2 separate regions of the Mus musculus genome follow, and region 2 is linked to region 1. Evidence: chromatin contacts called from public Hi-C data. All regions are on one chromosome and are shown on one strand. Each heading gives the region's core, a stretch centred on a gene start, on an enhancer-like site or on the middle of the called end of the contact. The rest is flanking DNA. Distances are from core to core; before and after follow the strand shown. Region 1 holds the start of Gtf3c6 (general transcription factor IIIC, polypeptide 6, alpha). Region 2 overlaps Fyn (Fyn proto-oncogene).

Region 1 (7,724 bases), core at 3,454-5,953:
CATTACGGATGGTTGTGAGCCACCATGTGGTTACTGGGATTTGAACTCAGGACCTTTAGAAGAGCAGTCAGTCCTCTTAACCTCTAAACCATCTCTCCAGCCCCCTAATTCTATTTTTTTTAATGAGTGCTCTGCTGCATATACATCCCCAGGCCAGAAGAGGGCATTGGATCCCATTACAGATGGTTGTAAACCACCATGCTGTTGCTGGGAATTGAACTCGGGACCTCTGGAAGAGAAGTCAGTGCTCTTAATCGCTGAGCCACATCTCTCCAGCCCCTAGTTTGATGTTTTGTTTTGTAATTACATTTATTTATGTGTTTGTATGTGTATAGGAGTGCCACAGCACATGTGTAGAGGTTGTAAGAGTCCTTCCACTGTGCAGGCCCCAGGGATTGAACTCCTGTTGTCAGGCTTGGCACCAAGCAGCTTTCCCACTGAGCAGCAGCCCAAGGTGTTTATTTATTTTCGCTATTAGGGTTTTGAGACAGGGTCTCACCATAATGCTGGCTGGCCTGGAAACCACTATGTAGACCAGGCTTGGCCTCAAATCCACCAGCCCTACCTTTCAAATGCTGAGATTAAAGGTATGTCCTACCATGCCCAGTCTAAGCTATTTAATTTTAATATTACACATTTTAAAAGAATTTTTCATTAATGTGTATGCCTGTCTGTATGTGAGAATGTGCCCTCTGATGCCAGATCCTCTGGAGACAGTGTCACAGGCAACTGTGAGTCACCCAACATGGGGACTGGGAACTGAACTCTGGTTCTCTGGGAAAAAAACAGCCATGTTCCCTAACTACTGAGCCATCTCTTCAGTCCCCAGTATTTACTATATACATTGTATATCTGAAGCTAGGCATAGTGGTGTATGGCTATAATCCCAGCACTATGGAGGCATGAGGATTGTGAGTTCAGAGCTAGCCTGAGCTACAGCTTGAGCTGATAATGAACCACAAGAACACAAAATAAAGAACAAAAGGCAAAACAAGCAGTATGTCTGGAATAATCTGTAGAAAAAGGTCGTCTTGGGCTGGTGAGATGGCTCAGTGGGTAAGAGCACCCGACTGCTCTTCCGAAGGTCTGGAGTTCAAATCCCAGCAACCACATGGTGGCTCACAACCATCCGTAACAAGACCTGACTCCCTCTTCTGGAGTGTCTGAAGACAGCTACAGTGTACTTACATATAATAAATAAATAAATCTTTAAAAAAAGAAAAAAAAAAAAAAGAAAAGAAAAAGGTCGTCTTACCTCGTTCAACACCTTCTTCAAATATAACACAGGTACCAAGCGTATCTGCGGGGAAACATGAATCAAGTCAGGAAAGGCTGCAGTACATCTCTGAGAACCGTGTGAAAAAGAGGCTTTTGTGTCGGGTACCGCCATACCTTCATACTCCCCAGCAAACACATAGCTGTCCACTTGCATGATGGGCCTCTCCGTGTCAATTCCCTATAACAGATTAAAAGACAAAATCCACCATCATTTAAAAAATGCCCTTGGGGGGTTAGAGACATGGCTCAGTGGTTAAGAGCACTGACAGCTCTTCCAGAGGAACTGAGTTCAATTCCAGCAACCACATGGTAGCTCACAACCATCTGTAATGAGATTGGATGCCTTTTTCTGGTGTGTCTGAAGACAGCAGCAGTGTACTCATACACATAAAATAAATTTAAAAATCTTTTAGGGCTGGTGAGATGGCTCAGCAGGTAAGAACACCCGACTGCTCTTCCGAAGGTCCGGAGTTCAAATCCCAGCAACCACATGGTGGCTCACAACCATCTGTAACGAGATCTGACTCCCTCTTCTGGAGTGTCTGAAGACAGCTACAGTGTACTTACATATAATAAATAATAAATAAATCTTTAAAAAAAATATTAAAAAAAAATCTTTTAAAAATGCCCTTGGCATGGTGGCGCATGCCTTTAATCCCAGCACTCGGGAAGCAGAAGCAGGCAGATTTGTGAGTTTGAGGCCAGCCTGGTCTACACAGTGAGTTCCAGGACAGCCAGGGATACACAGAGAAACCCTGTCTCGAAAACAACAACAACAACAACAAAAGCCCTTGGAACTGGGCAGTGAAGGACATATCTTTAATCCCAGCACTTGGGAGGCAGAGGCAGGCAGCTCTCTGTGAGTTCAAGGCCAGCCTGGTCTACAGAGCTAGCTCTAGAACAGCCAGGGCTACACAGAGAAACTCTGTCTCAAAAAACAAAAACAAAACAAAATAGAAAATGCCCTTGTGAGGTCATCCTGGTCTACATAGTGAGTTATAGGACAGCCAGGGAAACACAGAGAAACCCTGTCTTGGAAAACCCAATTAAAAAAAAAAAAGAAAGAAAGAAAAAAAGAAAGAAAGAAAGGAAGGAAGGAAGAGAGAGAGACAGACAGACACCCGGCGTGGTAGTGCACGCTTTGATCCCAGCACTCGGGAGGCAGAGGCAGGTGGATTTCTGAGTTCGAGGCCAGCCTGGTCTACAAAGTGAGTTCCAAGACAGCCAGGGCTATACAGAGAAACTCGGTGTCAAAAAAAACAAACAAAAAAAAAAAATGCACCTTGGACTAGGTGTGATGGGCCATGCCTTTCACACTTGGAAGGCAAAGAGGCAGACCATCCGTGAGTCTGACACAAGGCTGGCCTCAGCTCACTGAGATATGCCTGTTTGCACTTCCTATGCATTGGGTGGGATTAAGAGTATGTCCATGCTGGAGAGATGGCTCAGTGGTTAGGAGCACTGACTGCTCTTCCAAAGGTCCTGAGTTCAAATCCCAGAAACCACAAGGTGGCTCACAACCACCCATAATGAAATCTGACACCCTCTTCTGGTGTGTTTGAAGACAGCTACGGTGTACTTATTTATAATAATAAATCTTTAGGCCAGAGCAAGCAGGGTTGACCAGAGTGAGCAGAGGTCCTAAATTCAATTCCCAACAACCACATGAAGGCTCACAACCATCTGTACAACTACAGTATACTCATATACATAAAATAAATAAATAAATCTTTAAAAAAAATGTCCACCATGCCTGAGTGGACTTTCTGTTGTCGTTTTGAGACGGGGTCTCTCTGTGGGTCTGTCTGTCTGTCTTAGAACTTGCTATGTACACCACACTACTCATCTCTGATTGGCATGTTGGGGTAAGTGGCAGAAATTAACCTGTTTAAATATTTGAAGCCAAGGATTTTGCCCAAAAATTTTGATAACAGCTTTATCCCCCATCCCTACCCCCATCCCCCAAAGACAGGGTTTCTCTGTGTAACAGCCCTGACTGTCCTGGGACTCACTCTGCAGACCAAGCAGGCCTCAAACTTAAGAGATCCGTTTGCCTCTGCCTCATGAGTGCTGGGATTAAAGGTATGTATCATCATCAGGCAATAACGTAATATTTTAAACTGTGTCTTCTCCAGGCATTTTGAAGACAGGGCTTTCTGTAGATCAAGGTGGCCTAGAACTTACTATATCATTAAGGATGACAATGAGCCAGGCGGTGGTGGCGCACGCCTTTAATCCCAGCACTTGGGAGGCAGAGGTAGGCAGATTTCTGAGTTCGAGGCCAGCCTGGTCTACAAAGTGAGTTCCAGGGCATTCCGGGGAGTTGGGGGGTAGGATGACAATGAACTTCGGATCCGCCTGCCTTGGGCTCTCCAGTGCCGGCATTACAGGTGTGCACCAGGACAGCCTGCTCTCATGCTATTTTTTCCTAATTGGCTTGTGAGGAGTGAGCCAAAGACACACCAAAGGCATGGTGAAGCAGGTGACATGGGTACTTGGTGACCGGCCGGGCAACACTGCATACATATCCACACTTAGACCAGAGTCTGCGTCCAGACTAGTACACTCAACTGTGGTACTATTGGAGGATAGAACTGAGGCCACGCCCACTACAAGGAAGGCAGGCACTGCTTAACAGCATGGATTAGGCTTTGTCCTGAAAGTCCCCCAGAAGTTTCATACAAGGTGTTTTGCTCTTTCTCTCCAGCCACACATTCAGACAGTGAAGAAGAAGCAGTCAGGCATTTTCTCTGCTCCCATAGAATCCCTCCCTTGTAACCTACTCTTCTGGTATGAGCCTGGAGCGTTTGATCACTGCTTTGTAAGGTGGGATGAACGTCTCTCTCTTTGTGGACAAGCATATCACCTTTTAGTCTTGTTTTAACTTTAAGAAAATCTACAACATTCCCCGAATTCTAAGACTCACCAAAATCTTGCATTTATTTTCACATTTGGAGAGAAAGTCTGAATCAATGATTCCTGACAATTCTACCAGAACAAACTGCTCCTGGTGGAAGAAAGCAAAGTTAATAAGGTAGACAAGGGGCAGTAAATAAGAAATGCCCCAAATTTCTCTGTGAAAACTCGATCCAGTTTCTGGTGGAAACCGATTCTTTCTAGAATGGGTAAACCAGAACTGAAGCTAGCCCTCCACGGCTTCTCGGGCTTCGGAAAGCCAGCGAGCTGTCTACCGGCCTCCCTCCCTCCGTCCGCATCCCAGACTCCCTTCCCCACCCAGGGGTGGCTCAACCAAGACCGCCCGCGCCGCAGGCCTCTGACCCTCGCTTACAACCTCCTCTAGCTCCTCTTCCTCCTCCTCCAAGTCCTCCCAAATGGGATCCACTGCCGCCGCCATAGCGTTCGGAGACGCCATCACTGGCCACGCCCCCTGTGGATGCCATTTTGGATACGGGCAGCGGCGTCCGGCTTCCGGCCAGAAAGCAAGATGGCGACGCCAGGCTTCCGTAAGTGGGTCCCACGTGGAGACTCGACACGCTCCGAGCTTCGGGAATTTAGGGTATTTAGCCCCACTTTGAAGAACGTGGCTCATAGAGCTCAGGCTACACTGAACTCAGTAAGTAGCTGAGGATGAGCGTAATCAACTGCCTCCACTATAAAACAAAACCTCACGTTTATTGTCTGCCGAAGGAGACTAGAGGATCAATGGTGGCCTCCACTTTTCATCCCAACATCTAAGGACGCGGGAGGGAGAGGATTAATGCAAATTCTAGGCCAGAGTGGCTACTTAGTTAACACAAACCCAGCAGTGACGCTACTGGGACAGGGTGGAATTCAGACCGCAGAGGACACAAATCAACACCCATCTTAAGTAAAACGCAGCCTGAGGAGCCGCACCCACCCTTTAAAACTGGTCCGGAAGTGATTTTCTTAGGATGACTGAAGACACTGGCGTGTGATTGGCTATTATCCTCAATATGTTAATTATGAACTTGATTCTGAGTTAGTTTACAAGTCATAAGTATTCAGAATGAGTTTTTGTTTTTGTTTTTTTTTTTTGCAAAATAATATACGAACACAGCTTCGAAAGTGCATGTGTATGGTATTCCTTAGGAGAATATTACGGGGTTTTCGCGGGGGGGGGGGGGCGGGTGGGGAATGTCACCATTAGTTAAAAATGTGCTGTCAGAGGTGGCCTCGCGGCGGCTGGCAACGCTAAACTAAGACTATACTTTCAGGGATCATTTCTATAGTTTGTTACTAGAGAAGTTTCTCTGACTGTGTAGAGCACCCGAAACCACGAGGAGGAGACAGAGTGTCCTTTCCTGAGCGTGAAGCCGGCTTTTAGTGCTGCATTTTGCAACTGCTATCTGCCATTGATGATCGTTCTCAACTCTCTTGAGGGTTGAGAGGGAGAGGACACAGTCTGAGTGGTTTCTTTTATATTTAGTTGAAAGTTAGAGTAGATGCTTTGGTCCTGAGCTACTAAATGGATATCTTTCCTCTTGTATTTTACATGGCTTATACTGTGTAGCCCGGTCATTCCTCTCTGTATGGTCCCAGACGACCTCCAACTCAAGTTCTGCTTTCTGCCTGCCTCAGCCTCCTAAGTGCTGGGGTTTAGGGTGTTCACTACAGCCTGGCTGACCTGCCTTTCTTGTTCTTAGTATGAATGTAGTTATAATGTTCACGAGACCATTAACTGCAAGAAAAATTTTAAGTGCTTATGAACAACAAAACAGGAAAGAATTTTGTCCTATTAGTAGTTGTGTGTGAAGTAAACTTAGGTCTTCTGCAAGCATGACTGAAGCTCCTTGCAGAGGAAAAAAAAATCTATGAGGAAGGCTATTAACCTGAACTAGTAAATAAAGAATATTAAATGTGATAGTGGTCGCAATATTAAGACACTGCCACTAGGAGGCGACAAGTGATTTAACAATCTGCTCCTTCTTGCTCTTTTACTTGGAAAACTTATATGAGAATTTTTATTTTCTCCTTTTTGTTGTTGTTGTTGTTGTTGTTTTAGTTTTTCGAGAGGGTTTCTCTATGTAACAGTCCTGGCTGTCTTGAAACTCGTTTTGTAGACCAAGCTTTCCTCGAGCTTACAGAGAGCTTCCTGCCTCTGCTGGAATTAAAGGTATACACCACCATACCAGGCTTAAAAATATGTTTTATAGCAGAGTTCTTGTAAAAGAGCCTTTAGAGGTAACATCTTGTCTCAGAAATGAACATTTTGCACTTACATAAGAGTAAGATACAGTAAGTTTTTGTTTTTTCTGTTTTAAACTTGTACTTTACTTGTATGAGAAAATGAAGTGCAAGACTCGGAATGTAGCTCAATTGTAGGGCCTGGAACCTTCAAAACCCTTGATCCTTTCCTGGTGGTGATGGCCCACGCACTCAGGAGTTCAAAGGCTAGCCTGGTCTACAGAGTAAGATCCAAGACAACCAGGGCTACACAGAGAAAAACCATCTCTCTGGGGGCGGGGCGGGGCGGGGCGGGACGGGGCGGGAACTACAAAGTGCAGGATAACTTTGGCTTCAAATTTCAGCTGCATCACAATGTGCTGAAAGGCTTCTCCAGATCTCTGAAGCACTGCAATCTAATTCTGGGAAGTTCAGTATAGGACAGATAGCAAGTGTGCAGGTTATACTGATGCTCTGTTCTAAGGAATTCAGTTGAAAAACTCTGATAGAAAATAATAGCAAAGAGCCATTTGCAAGCAGCCATGTACAACTAAATACTGAGAGATACTAAGCATCCCAGCTCGATAGAGAGTAATAATAGCTGTGAAAATAAAATGTAATTCTTTATTTTTATTTCATTATTTTTTGTGTGTATGTGTATAGGTGTTTCACCTACATTATGGTTTGTGCAACACACATTCAAACAAAAATAGCTGGGTGTGATGGCACAAGCAATTGTGATGTCCCAGCATTTGGGCAGATGGATGGATGAATCTCTGCGTTTGAGGACAGACTGGTTTACATAGTGAATTGCAGACCAACCAGCCAAGGCTTTGTAGTGAGGTGCTGTTAAGAAATAAAAAAAGGTGGAGGAGATCATGAGATTTGCATATGATGCCAGCATCTATGATGAAATTTCTCTGATTCCCCCCAAAGGGATGTGGCCCAGTTAGCAGAAGCCCTGACGCTGGAAGCCCTGACTCCATCTCTAGCTCCACACAAACGTTGCGGTGGTGCTTACCTGTTTTCTCAGAACTCCAGAGGTGGAAGGGGGAGGGGAGGAGAAGAAGCCATCACAACCATGTGGTTGTGAGCCACCATGTGGTTGCTGAGCATTGAACTCAGGAGCTCTGGAAGAGCAGTCAGTGCTCTTAACCGCTGAACCAAGCCTGAAAGGGCTTATTTTTAGGTCCCAATTTCAGGTTATAGTCCATCTTAGCAAAGAACAAAGAGTAATGCTGAACAATTGGAAGGACCATCCCGGAGCTACATCGCATACGCGTATGTAAACGTTTTCACCT
Region 2 (7,724 bases), core at 3,259-5,758, 720 kb before region 1:
ATCTCAGAAACAGATTTAAAAAAAAAAAAAAAGGAATGAAAAGTAAGTTAAGAATTCCCAGAAAAGAGACAGCCACAGTTTGTGCTTAGAATCCAAGAGGCTTCCAGGGACGTAGGGGGCTTTGGCCCCCTCGGTTCAGGGTCTCTCTGGCCCCCATCTTTCCCTGCCTGCTTACTCTCTGTTGGCGTTTAGTCAGTCTCCCCATACCTTTGCTAGATTCTCAAAGGAATATTCTTTTCAAAAAGAAGGGGTGGGGGAAGACCAAGTTCCCAGTAACCTGAATGGAAGCTACTGTTTCCCTGCTTTTCATGTCACTGAGTTTCTGTGAATGTTGTTAATTTCCATTACTTCTTTAAATCCAGACTCCTAAATTATGCATAGAAAGCTGTTTAAAAGGTCGTGTTTTTGTTTTTGTTTGCTTTTAGTGGAAAATTGCAAAAAAGCAATGTGAGCACACAGGAGCAGTAGAGTCAGAAGGACTGCAGAGAATGTGACATCCTCTCCCGCTGCAGGTGTCCTCCTGAGACCGGCTAGCTCTAACAGACCAGAGGTCTGTGGGAGGCTCCTATGCCAAAGTCACATTTTAAACAGACATTTACCAGGGAGAGTCCCTCAGTCCCTAGATACCGGAAGGGACAGGGACAGTTTTTATTTTTATATGTACTTTTTGAAAGTAGCAAGGGCATTTTGAATTTGAGGCAGTGAATACGAGTTCATTAGACTAAAGTACACAGAAGCCAAAGCAGGCCGTGCCTGTGAGCAGCGAGCATGCCCGATGGTACAGCGGTGTCCATATCTGACACATCCTCATCTGCCTCCAGCAAATGTTTGCTCATGTGCGTCGAATCTCCTGTGGCCTGTGCGTGTTGTCGTTACATATTCTGCTCTTCTCTCCCTCACCGCTGCCCTGCTCCTCCAGAGAGAGCCGCAGGTCTCTGCTGCCGCCTAGTAGTTCCCTGTCACAAAGGGATGCCAAGGCTTACCGATCTGTCTGTCAAAACCAAAGATGTCTGGGAAATCCCTCGAGAATCCCTGCAGTTGATCAAGAGACTGGGAAATGGGCAGTTTGGGGAAGTATGGATGGGTATGCTGAGATTCAATTACTCTCTTATTAGCTTCCTCGTTTGGAAAATCCCAAACATCAAGATGGAAGGTGGAAATAAAGATATTTTATGATCAGGACAAACAGACAGTTTGAATTATTCAACTTTTATTTGGAAAAATTTGGAATCTCTCAAAGAGAGCTAGAAACAGGCAAGAACTACAGCTGTCTCCAGTTGTGCTACAGTGTTCCAACCTGGCTCAATGTTGCCGTCAGGGAAGTCACCTTCCATCTTTCCTAGTGCATGCATGATTATGGATTATAAGGACTGTTTTCTTTATTAATTCCCTTTCCTGTAGAGAAAGCTGATGGTTTGTGTTTTAACTTAACTGTGGTTTCATCAAGTTGTACCCCACAAACTTCTGGATTGGCTAAAGATGCTTGGGAAGTTGCACGTGACTCGTTGTTTCTGGAGAAGAAGCTGGGGCAGGGGTGTTTCGCTGAAGTGTGGCTTGGTAAGGCAGAGGGCACATTCTGTTTTGGCTGCATCTCAAAGCCAATGAAAAGGACAGTTTTGAACAGAAATGTGTATGTGGCCGTTGGGACAAAGACCCTTAACCTTTGTGACTAGATGGGCTCAAGCCACCCAGGTTTGCAGAAGTCAGTGGCACCTCGCTGTGTTCACCTGTCCTATTTCATGTGGCTCATTAAACACCTGCAGGACAGGAACCCAGTGATGGTGACGCTTTCTCTTCCTGTGAAATGGGATGGTAAGATGCCATAGAGTAAGGTCCTGGGCTTTCTTCACACCAAGCCTGGGTCTAAACCCTTGCTGGGTGATTAAGTATAAATGCAGGGCCTGTTTAACTCCTCTGGCTCCAGTCCTCATCTGTAAACTTGGAATAGTACCTGCTTCGCTGGATTATTTAAGGATTATATCAGACATGGTTAAAATCTCCTGTAGATCTTGGATCCATGCACACATATCTTCATTGTGTGCACATTCTTCAGTAACGGCAACTGCACTGGGCCCTTGAGATGGCTTTCATAGCCCTCTGGGTCAGTTGCAACTTTACTTACAGACAGACTATAAACTTAGACCCCTCCCCAAAATGTTTGTCCATAAAATGATAACAAAGTGTATTGGGGTCTCCCTTCCTTAGAGTCTACAAGAATACAACATGTACAGATGGTCGTAAGGTGTCAATCTTAAGCCATTACATAAGCACCAGGGTGTTTCCCACAGGACATCAGAGCTGGCGTAGGTGCCTAGGCAGTTACCCAAGCTGTGAGGAGTGGAGATGGCACTATGCTTAAAGTTACAAAATGTTATCAGTCAGATCCCGTAGACCACCTAAATGATGTCAGAGTTCCCGTTACACCAAAAGGCAGACACTCTCTGAGATAGAAGAACTCTTTACACCTGCCACTGGTTCTTTTTCACTTGTTTTTCCCCTGTAGGATGCATGTTGTAATTTTATGTTTTAACAGAATAATAAATGCTTCAGATATAGACCCCTTAGAGTGGAAAGTCATAGATGACACCTAGGTAAATCTTAGTGTGAACCTGGATTCTCTTTCAAATTGTAAGCAATAGAATCTCAAATTAGATTTTTATTTTCCTTTTATAAAATTATCCTTCAAAGCCATTGGTTAGAAATAGAACAAGCCAGAATTCTGTCTTTTTATTTGAGAACAGAAAGCCAAGCTAGTTCATTCCTGTTTTACTGATGAACTGACAGTGGCCATGAGCCAGGTCTGGCCTTTGGGTCAGCTTGATTTTTAAAGACGTACTTAAACATGTCACATGTACGTACTTTTCTTTCCTGGCTGCTCTTTGATTTCCCAGCCCACCTGATAGAAGGCATTGTTCCTGTGGCTAACTCATGGGAAGCTGGAGAAATTGACCTTACCTGGGAAAGTATGGGCAAGGAGATGGTGTGCTCCTGGCCTGTGCTTAAGGGTGCACTTAGCTTGTCTTCTGAAGGACTCAGTCAAGTGTCTCATCCAGTAGACAGTTGAAAGCCTACTCCAAGCATCCTTGGTATGGCCAGATTTTTATAGCCTCTAAGATGGAATTTAATCTAATTTCTCTCAGGCTTTTCCTTTATCTAAGGGACAGCTGTTGGATACTCAGGCCAATTCTAAATCCTAGACTGTCATGACTTAAATAAGAGCCCAGAGCTTTCTGGTGTAAATTCACAATTATATGCATAAGCCATAAAAAGAGTGATACATATCAAATGGGAAAAGTTAGTGAATTATTAAACAGCTGTGAGTAAACTTGCTTTTCCTTAAATACTTGACAGAGTCCTTGCCATTATCTTTGCTCGTAAGAACTACTTTAAGGTTTCAAAATTTAAAGTCTGATTTTATGCACAAAGTTGCTGGTCAAAATTATTTTTCCCATCAAAAGAGTACCTTTGGATTGACTTACTGTTGTGGGGTATCTGTAGGTACCTGGAATGGAAATACAAAAGTAGCCATAAAGACCCTTAAGCCAGGCACCATGTCTCCGGAGTCCTTCCTGGAGGAGGCGCAGATCATGAAGAAGCTGAAGCATGACAAGCTGGTGCAGCTCTACGCGGTCGTGTCTGAGGAGCCCATTTACATCGTCACGGAGTACATGAGCAAAGGTCAGCCGCACCCCTCCCCCTCCCCTCCTCTCCCTCCTCCCCTCCTCTCCCTCCTCCCCTCACAGGGCTGCCGGGGACCGGAATCCTCAGGGATTCCACTCTGCTCACTCAGGATAACACTTAGAAAAGGGGAACATGGAGTTTGCCCCTGGATTCCTGAGAAGTGCAGTGCCTTTTGCATGTTCCACATCAGGAACGTTCCTCTGCACAGTTAAAACATCCATCTTTCTATCCAAGCTAATGCAGAGCTGAGGCTGTGAGAGCTGCTGCCATTTTGAATGGGTGGCTTCTGTTCGGTTTCCCTTTTTAGCGCTAAGTAATCAATAGCAGATGGTTGCTGAGTTAAGTTCTGTCCCCATCTCAACATCCTTCCCCCCAGCTTTCCCCTTAAACATCAGGTGAAGAGGTGACACGCAGTCATGACCTCCCTCCCTCCCCTCTCGGCGCATGCATGTGTTGACGCACACGTGAGCATGCGTACATCATTATAATCAAACCGGCATTGTTGGGGAATGAAGCCAGAGATCATTTTGTTTTGGAAAAATAAATGAGCCAAACAAGAAACAGCCTTAAAAGGCTGTGTGCATTGTACATCAGAAGACACCAGGGTAATTTTTCTTCTCTGTGTACTTTCTTTTAAAATATAATTGGAATTTTTTCCTGGCAGATTATATGCCCTTTGGATCCAGGGTTATTTTGTAAATAACTTTGTGATTAAAGCATTAAAAAAAAAAAAAAAAAAAAAAAAACACTGACAGCCATCCAGCCCCTGCAAATGATTATCTCCGCCTCGGTGTCAGATCCGTGCCTCCTCACTCAGCCTCACACGAGTGGCTCTGAAGCTCTGGCTGTCCGAGGCACAGGCGTGACTGGCTGGGATCTAATTAGGAAGCTCCTGCCCCACCCATATTCCTTGGATGCTTAAAATCTGAAAATAAGTCAGCAGTTCTGAAAGTCCCTTGTACCTGAGGCACCTAGAGAGCTTCTAAAAATACGGGCATCTGTGTCTGACTCTGGGATTCCTGATGTAGTGGATAGAGCCTGAGGACACGCCCTTCCAGCAAATACTGTCACTACTGTTGCTACTTGTCGGAGCCTCAGCCTGCTCACCTGAGCTGGCTCTCCACATCAGTCGCCTGTACGTCGTCGGTTACTGGGACATGAAGGATGGTTTGGTTCCTCCTGGTGACAACATAAAAGGAGACGTTCATTTCTTCTGGTTTTACTAACTCCTTTCTCACTGCTTATTTTCAGAAGCTACAACTCGCTTCTTAAAACATAAACTTGATTTCTTGGTTTTTGTTCAAAGCTTTCTTTTTCCATTGATGCAATTATCCTTTTCATCTCCCTTTTACTTCCACTAAGGAAATCAAATACAGCCACTATTGAGAATCTTTGCCTCTCTGAGTAAACTAAAATTGTTTTGTTTCATTCATAGGAAGTTTGCTTGACTTCTTAAAAGATGGTGAAGGAAGAGCTCTGAAGTTGCCAAACCTTGTGGACATGGCGGCACAGGTGGGCCTGGGGTCTTAATTCAGGCTGTGGCTGTACCAGCACGGACTCTCAAGGTGTTGTGGTGTAACAGCTGTGCCCCCTTCCCTGGGTTTCCACAGGTTGCTGCAGGAATGGCTTACATCGAGCGCATGAATTATATCCACAGAGATCTGCGATCAGCAAACATTCTAGTGGGGAATGGACTAATTTGCAAGATTGCTGACTTTGGATTGGCTCGGTTGATTGAAGACAATGAATACACAGCAAGACAAGGTGGGCACTTCCAGGGCAGTGGCTCCTGATTGATCTTTGCCTGCACAGCCTTCTCCTTACCTTCATTTCCTCCCTCTTCCCTTTGTTTGTCTGATCTGGCGCGAGCTGCACAGTTCTCAGGTGGGAGCTAGTGGATCTAGTTGGCGTGTGCAGTGCTGGTCTAGTAAGTGGGCGTCTGTTCCCATGGCTTGCCTGGCTTTTGGGAAGTATCTAGGCCCACGGTGTTCCACTTTTGGAGAAAGAAGGCTTTGAGAAGCCAAGTTATAGCTCATTCTCCATTAGCCACCTCTGAGCAGAAATCAGGTGACACTCCAAGTCAGACAAGTTCCTTTACAAAGGAACAGGCGTGGTGTTGGAAAACGGAGAACATAATAAATAGCAGGGGAGCCAAGGCTCAGAATGCAACAGGAGTAGGTAGCGCCAGAGCAAAGACACCTCCTGGTAGAGAGCCTGCACATGGAGGCGATTCCTGATCTCAGTCAGCAGCTGCCTGCCAGGCCCAGCCAGGACCAGCTGGGACCAGCCTGAGACTGAGCTCTGCAGAGCGCTGAGGAGAAAAGAAATGGTCTGGAGGGCCTGGAGGACTGCAGTGCTGGAGAAGCCGTCTCTTCTCCTGCCTCACCCACCCCCTGCAAAGGGTCAAAGACATTAGTTTTATGTAAACCACGTACCAGACCAGAAGCCAACCCACTTGGGGAGGAGGGATTGTTTGTCAAGCACCAGATGTCAGGAAAGAATTCCCAAGGTGTTTTCTGCCTTCCTGGCTGGCTGCTTGCATGGCAGTGTCCAGGCATAGCACTGAGGAACTAGCAACAGTGGAGGCCTCTGTGTGGGTTTTAAAGCCGGAACTCAGGCAGGGAGTAGGTTTCCTTGGTGAAACTAACCGAAGCCTGGCCACCCCAGCCAAGCTGAGCAGTAGTGGGGATGGATTACAGGATGGTGCATTCTGCAGTTTTATGTTGAATAGTAGTTGTTTCGCTCATTTTTGGCAATTCCTTCCGCCTTTCACTTGCCTCAGAATGGAAGTGCAGTGAATGATGTGAGAAAATGTTAAACTGGGGCCCTGCCTAGGTACTGACACTATCCAAGTGCTCGGTTGCATGTCGGACAAACCGCCCAGCTATTTGAATTCCCCACTCCCACCCCTGGCACACGCCATCTCTTGCCCTTGTGGGATCCTGGGGGGTACGGGGGGGGGGGGTATGCACACAGACACACACCCAAAGTCAGGGGTCACAAAAGCAGGCTGTATCTCTAAGCAGAGAGGAATACAGACGTGACTTGGTGACAGGGCATGCCAAGAGGGTCTGAGTGAATATGATCAGAGGCCTTGCCCTGAGGGAGAGCCTGTGAGGGTTGATAACCAGCATGTTCCATTTAGGAAATGGCTCCAAAGAAACTCAGGAGCTTCCGTCTGTGTGTGAGAAAGTCTCCGTGGCAGAGGGAGCAGTGCAAGACTGTTTACTTTTAACTAGACTTTGAACTCTGTAGAGTCTATGGTTAACACCCTTGACCCATCTGTGAATGAGAGGTGTCAGGCCAGGAGCTAACAGATGCTACCAGAGTACTGTTGGGATGGACTGGGTACATAAGTCATGCATCATTCATAAGGGTGCCTAAGACTGTGGCCTCAGGCGGCTGGCACCTCTCATGTCAGGTTCTGCACTGGAACCCATCCAGGGCCCTCTCAGCCTGGCCATGCAGCCTTCCTTCCCACTTCCCACCATGACTGCCTCTCTGCCCTGCCTCCCCCCCATGACATCCAGACCACAGTCTGAGGCCCTTTCCAAGGACAAGCCTCAGTCCTTTGTTCAGCATTTCCTTGACAGAAGAGTCCACCTTTCCCTCTTAGAATATTATTTCTTCTTTCTTATCTTTGTCAACTGTCTTCAGATGCATACCAAACACTGAAAAGGGTAAGCAATAAGGGTTACAGGAGCTAGAGTATGACAGGAGAGACGGGCAGTCTGTGCTGTCCTGAAGCTGAGAACCAGGAAAGGCCAAGGCACGTCAGGACCTGGAAGGGGCAGGAAATAGACCCATAGTTAGCATATTTGTTCATACAAATCACAAAGCTCACAAGTGGAAGGTCCGGATTTGAAAACAGTACAGCCCACCTGACCAGGTGTGCTCTTGAGCTGTGCCCACTGTCTCCCCCCAAGACAGTGAATCAGAGAATAGAATGGAAAACCAGAGAGAATTAGTCCTAAGTCCCACTTCCCCTTTATTTTATGGAAAAAGCCTCAAGGGACAACCTCTCAGATTCACATGTGTCAGGG

Evidence for each region. A called contact is a pair of places that touch in the nucleus more often than the background predicts.
Region 2: a contact with region 1 is called in a Hi-C map of the N1E-115 cell line, with 4 times the contacts expected there. The contact joins the enhancer-like site here to the promoter of Gtf3c6 in region 1. A contact is called at or near these places in 1 of 39 promoter capture datasets (hippocampal neurons), 2 of 484 Hi-C or Micro-C datasets (the G1E-ER4 cell line and the N1E-115 cell line), 4 of 115 datasets of contacts at active chromatin or transcription factors (the 230-238 cell line, T-cell acute lymphoblastic leukemia, embryonic forebrain and 1 more) and 1 of 9 other capture datasets (adipose tissue).

What each region holds. Positions count from the first base shown.
Region 1 is chr10:40,253,009-40,260,732 of GRCm38.p6, forward strand. Gtf3c6 (general transcription factor IIIC, polypeptide 6, alpha) reads right to left here and starts at 4,704. Exons shown (of 6, transcript NM_026113.5): 1 at 4,571-4,704; 2 at 4,205-4,285; 3 at 1,393-1,456; 4 at 1,256-1,300. The coding sequence starts at 4,651. It overlaps Rnu3a (U3A small nuclear RNA), which reads left to right and starts at 5,460; the gene lies at 5,460-5,671.
Region 2 is chr10:39,528,518-39,536,241 of GRCm38.p6, forward strand. It overlaps Fyn (Fyn proto-oncogene), which reads left to right. Exons shown (of 14, transcript NM_001122893.1): 9 at 920-1,084; 10 at 3,499-3,678; 11 at 5,117-5,193; 12 at 5,292-5,445. Among named protein-coding and RNA genes, the nearest start is that of Gm40627, 58 kb to the right of the region's middle. Within about 2 kb of position 4,509, at least 89 of the 459 cell types and tissues checked have an H3K27ac peak or open chromatin away from gene starts, as enhancers often do. A contact at or near this core is called in the N1E-115 cell line, embryonic stem cells and hippocampal neurons, where this site is marked.